Regions from separate parts of the Sus scrofa genome. Here region 2 is linked to region 1. The links are chromatin contacts, called in public HiChIP or PLAC-seq maps. All regions are on one chromosome and are shown on one strand. The core of a region is the stretch at or near the end of the contact, and the rest is flanking DNA. Distances in the headings are between cores, read along the strand shown.

Region 1 (2,695 bases), core at 123-2,622:
AAGCACGGCCCTAGAAAGAAAAAAAATAAAAAACAAAGAATAAACAAAACACATACAGACCAGTGAGATTTTATACGTTCAAATTTATTGCAATTAGATGAATGCTTGGGGAAAAAACCACTATGAAGAATTAATTCATCATTATTTCCCACATTCAGTTTTCTTTTTTTTTGTTTTTTTTTTGTGGGGTTTTTTTTTCTTTTTGCCATTTCTTGGGCTGCTCCCGCAGCATATGCAAGTTCCCAGGCTAGGGGTCTAATCTGATCTGTAGCCACCGGCCTATTCCAGAGCCACAGCAACACGGGATCCAAGCCGCATCTGTAACCTCCACCACAGCTCACGGCAACACCAGATCCTTAACCCGCTGATCAAGTCCAGGGATGGAACCCGCAACCTCATGGTTCCTAGTCGGATTTGTTAACCACTGAGCCACGATGGGAACTCCCAATTTTCTTTAAATATAAGAACCTCAAAGGTAAATCAACTATAATAAAAATTTTTAAAAAGAACCACAAAGGTACCTATTTCCAAGATGCATCTTATCGTAATTTTCCTAATATATTCAACTCAATTAAGAGTGTTCCAGTTTTAATATTAAAACACGATCTTATTTTTAGCAATATTGTATTCAAGAGTGATAAATACAGCTTTGATACATAAGGACACATACTTCCACATTTTTCTTTTGACCAAATGAAAAAAATTTTTCAGAAATTTTTACTGCCTTTAGAAAAAATAAAATTCTAAATATGCTTAGATTATAACAGGACCAAAAATATGAAAATAAAATAGGCAAAAGGTTAACAAATGAGATGTTTTTACTCAACAAAATAATCCCTACCACCTCCAAATTATCATGACTTAAAGTTTCTATCTTTGAGTGTTAAGAAAGGCACATAGCACACACTAAATTCTCAACTTCTGTCACTGCTTCTGTTTTTTTTTTTTTTTTTAGGGCCGTACCTACAGCATATGAAGTTCCCAGGCTAGGGGTCGAATCGGAGCTATGGCTGCCAGCCGCAGCCTACATAACAGCCACAGCAACACGGGATCTGAGCTGCAACTGCCACCTACACCACAGCCCACAGCAACACTAAATCCTTAACCCACTGAGGGAGCCAGGGATCGAACCTGAAACCTCATGGATACTAGTCGGGCTTGTTACCGCTGAGCCACGACAGGAACTCCTGTCAGTTATTCTTAAAAAAAAAAAAAACTTTCAAAAAAAAATTTTGGCATGCGATAACCCAACTTTTCATTTGCACCAAAATCATCCCGACCTTAAACATGAAGGCAAACATGTTTAAGAGGTTTGTGTAACTAACCACGGTACAAAGGAAAAATGAGAACTTTTATTTTCATTTCCTTAAAGGATGCCCAAAGTGGATTGAGTTTGGCTGACCAACTCTTGCACAAGCACTCTGGGCAGCTGTTTCTCCTCATCTAGTGCACAACTGCATTATTCTTGAATACCTGTCCCTTTTACTATTTACGTCACCCAAACCTAACAACATCAACCTAACTGCATCTTTTGATACTGCCAATAAGTCTCATATACATCTCTAAATATTTTACCAAATACTACTTCTCACATCCAGTCTTCTCATATAAAGTGATGAAAATCCTCCGTTACATACCAAAGGGAAGAAAGAGTAAATATATAGACATCTAGAACATCTCCCTTCCCTTTGAGATCATCTAGTTAATGCAAAAGAACAACAGTTTGATTTCACCATTATCATCAATACTTTATTTGAATAGCCACAAAGCCAAGAAAATTAAACCTATTTAAATGCTAAATTGATCTTAACCTCATTTGTGAATTTTTCTTTACCTGTTACAATCCTAAAGCTTGTCAGAGAAATCTGTATTTCCAAGTTACCAAACATTACTTTTCATTATTAGTTTAAGTTTGATATAATTAAGTATTTTGCAAAACTAGGTTCTCAATCAGTATTTTGAAATGTTCCAGAAAGACGGTACTTTATTTCCAGGGTACTGGCAAACGGTCTTGCTCCCAAGGCTGATATTCATACTACAATCAATACGTGATTCCATTCAAGTGGAAAGCCCAGCTTCTTTTTTTTCCCTACCTTTTTAGGGCTATGCCTGTGGCCTATGCAAGTTCCAGGGCTAGGGGGAGAACCAGACCTGCAGCTGCCACAGCATAGACAGCAGCTGCAGCAACACCAGCTCCTTTAATCCACCCTAACAGGCAGGGATCAAACCCATGCCTCCACAGCTATCTGACCGCTGTAATCATATTCTTAACCCACCGCACCACACTGGAAACTCCTAGAGACCATTTCTTATGCAACCTTCTAGCCCCAAAACTTGAGAGTGCGTGCCACATAACAGGAATAAAAAGCTTGGTTTCAACGCATTCTCAACGAAAATGGCGGTTAGAATTTTATACAAGCAAAAACAGATTTATTATCATCCATCAGGTCAAACTGTCAGGTTTTCCAGAATTCAGAACGTTCAGAATTCTGTAACAGTTACAACATCTTTTCTTCAACAACTAAGAAAAGGCCAGGGAGTTCCCATTGTGGCTCACAGGGTTACAAACCTGACTAGTTTCCATGAGGACATGAGTTTGATCTATGGTCTCAATCAGTGGGTTCAGGATCCAGCATCACCATGAGCTGTAATCCAAGTCACAGACAGGACTCAAATCCCCACATTGCTAGGGCTG
Region 2 (2,695 bases), core at 51-2,550, 650 kb after region 1:
GAAGCCAGAAACCAAGGAAACAGCCCAACATGCTGTGGGGAACAAGAGAGGGAGGCCGCGGTGAAGCCAGGGGTTATCACCTGGGAACCCAGAGGCAGGAAGAGGCCAAGGCCAAGGGACATCTCCTGGCCCTCTGCTCAGTTAGGTGACCACTGAGCAGACCCTTCCCCAGCCCAGCTGCTGTAGCCGTTAACAGAACATGCGTTTCCTTCTGTGGGATGGTCCCACCCTTCCTCCCAGCCACCACCACCTGCTGAGCTGCAGCCACATCCCTCTTGTGGCTTTCCCCGTTGGGATGGCCATGGACCTTGACCTGGATATGGCCATGGGTGGGGATGGGAGGGCCTGATAGGAGAGCAGAGCCGGTTGGGGGATGGCACAGAGATCCACATGTCCACTTTCCCGCACATCTGGTATCCGTTCCAAGCCCGTACCACACACACACACACAATTCCAAATCACCGCCAGGTGTAGTCACAGGGACCCACACGCTCTCTACCCAGAATCAGAAATATACATACACGTTGTTGCCCCCAGAGAGAAAAAAGATCAGGCCTCAAACACACAGCAGGTCACCCACAGAAAGACAGACGTTGCTGTTCACAGATGCTGGCCACACAGGAAGGGCTTCACGCAGGTACCCAAGCTTGTTTTTCACACCCACTCGCTGGGGCACGTGTGAGCTCACGCTCTTCTTGGCACACAGCCTTGGTACACAGCATGTGACACCGGGCCCTGTGACCTGCCTGTTCTGTATATATCCTTCTTTGATAGGAGGGCAAACAGCCAGGCTGTCTGGAGGCTGGTCCTTGGGTCTAACTGCCCGACTTGAGCTCTGGGGAGGCAAGGCCAGCTCCATGGAGGGGTGGGATCAGCCTTGCACTGGAGCAGAAGCTCTGGGGCAGGTCTCCTGGGGTCATGAGGCTCAAGGTGAGTGAAATGTAAAGATACAGGAGCGAGAGAGAGTTTGTTTTGTTTTGTTTTGTTTCCTTCGAAAGACTCCATTCTGTTCTGCTCGCTTGTCTTGGGTCGTCTAGTAGCTGGCAGTGAAAGGGTTAACAGCATCAGCTGCTGCCCCCTCACCTCCGAGTTGGGCCTGGAAAACCTGAGCCCTGGGGGTTGCCCCGGGGAGTCAGGCTCACTACCTTCCTGCTGCCTTTCCCCTGTTCCCAGGATAAAACTCCCCCTGTGAGTGAGATGGAAACCTAACTAAGATGAAATTTGTCAGGCTTCTCAGATGCCCCTTCGTTGCTGTCACCCTCGTCAGCAGCTGCCACCAGATCCATGGTCATCCTTGCCTCTGCCTGAGGCCTGCCCCCTGCACACACACCACCCCCCCAGGGGGGGTGCGGATGGAACGTGCTATGTTCTCGTTCCCATGGGCCAAGGCGCCTTCGCCTCACTGGCTCTCAGCCTCCCGTCCTTCCTACTTGGGAAGATATTTCAGGAACCAAGTAAGATTTAAGCACACCCAGATCCTGGCCCAACAGCTGGCACCCGGGGGGTTCAGGCCCTATTCCCTTTCTTCCCCTCATCCCTGCCCCTCCGGGGGTCCCCTCTCCCATCTTGGGGTCCAGGTCAGCTGGAGAGCAATATTTGCATAGACATGAGACCTCACCCTGGGGAAATTCCCCCTGGTGACCAGGCTTCCTTTCTGAGGTCAGGCCACATCATCAGACACGGCTCCTTCCTCTCCAGCCCCCCGCCCCCCAGCCTCCTACTGGCATTGGCCCTTCTCATCTACCCGGTGTAGATCCAGGCGCACAGATTTAGTCCCCTCCTTGGGTCCTCGCCCCGACCAAGAGGGTGTGAGGGCAGAGGGTGGGCTGGGGATCTGGAACTAAAACAGAAGGGAACAGAGGAAAGGGCCAGAGGTGTTCTGGAAGCCTAGTACTGTTAGCTTGACAACTGCCTTTGTGACCCGAGGCACACACCCCCGCCCCATGGGGGTAGGGGGTGCAGCTTGATTTCTCCTTCTGTCCAGCCAGGGGGGGTTGGTCTGGATACTCTCTAGGTTTTGTTTCCAGAGTTGATAGGCTAAGAAGCCACTTCCTTTAGCAGCACAGTCTTGCAACATGTGTCCTTGGATCTTCTTCCTTTGCCAAGGATCTTGTAACAGAATGCCCTGTGTCTGTTTCCTCCGAAAGCACAATTTTACAAAATGTGTCCCGGAATTCCATTTTTTCAGACGTTGACAGAATGACACGTACCTCATTCCCCTTGCAGTGACTTGGTTTGGGTTTTCATTTTTCCCTTCACACATCAGCTGATATCCTGTGACCGAGTGCTGCCTGCTGAGATCTGTCGTCTGCATGGTCTCTGGCCCTGGTACTGAGAAGGCACCTTCCCTGGTACAAATAGGAAAATATGTGAGGTCCCCGTAACCACCTGCATCAGGATCAACTCTTAGCAAAGAACTTGGAGAGCAGTGGTCCCACCTTTCAATCACCTGGGGAGCTTTGAAAGTACCGATCCCAGGCCACATCCCCCTGAGATTTTGTGGTTATTATTCCGGGAAGGGCCTGGGCATTTGTGTTTTTACAAAGCTCTCCAGGTGATTCTAATGTGCAGCTTGGATTGAGAACCACTGATCTAAGGCCCCTGCCCAAGACCAAATGGATCAGAAGACGCGGATGGATGCTAAAGTGGACAAGAAACACCCAGCCTGAGAGAGTCTGTATCAAGTCATCCTAAT

The links. HiChIP or PLAC-seq counts read pairs in DNA pulled down with a chosen protein or histone mark.
Region 2: a contact with region 1 is called in an H3K27ac HiChIP or PLAC-seq map of alveolar macrophages, with 5 times the contacts expected there. The contact joins two enhancer-like sites.

What each region holds. Positions count from the first base shown.
Region 1 is chr16:71,266,974-71,269,668 of Sscrofa11.1, forward strand. All of the region lies in intron 1 of G3BP1 (G3BP stress granule assembly factor 1), which reads right to left. Among named protein-coding and RNA genes, the nearest start is that of G3BP1, 7.8 kb to the right of the region's middle. Within about 2 kb of position 1,373, at least 1 of the 83 cell types and tissues checked has an H3K27ac peak or open chromatin away from gene starts, as enhancers often do. A contact at or near this core is called in alveolar macrophages, where this site is marked.
Region 2 is chr16:71,919,306-71,922,000 of Sscrofa11.1, forward strand. No RefSeq gene overlaps it. Among named protein-coding and RNA genes, the nearest start is that of TNIP1, 27 kb to the right of the region's middle. Within about 2 kb of position 1,301, at least 19 of the 83 cell types and tissues checked have an H3K27ac peak or open chromatin away from gene starts, as enhancers often do. A contact at or near this core is called in alveolar macrophages, where this site is marked.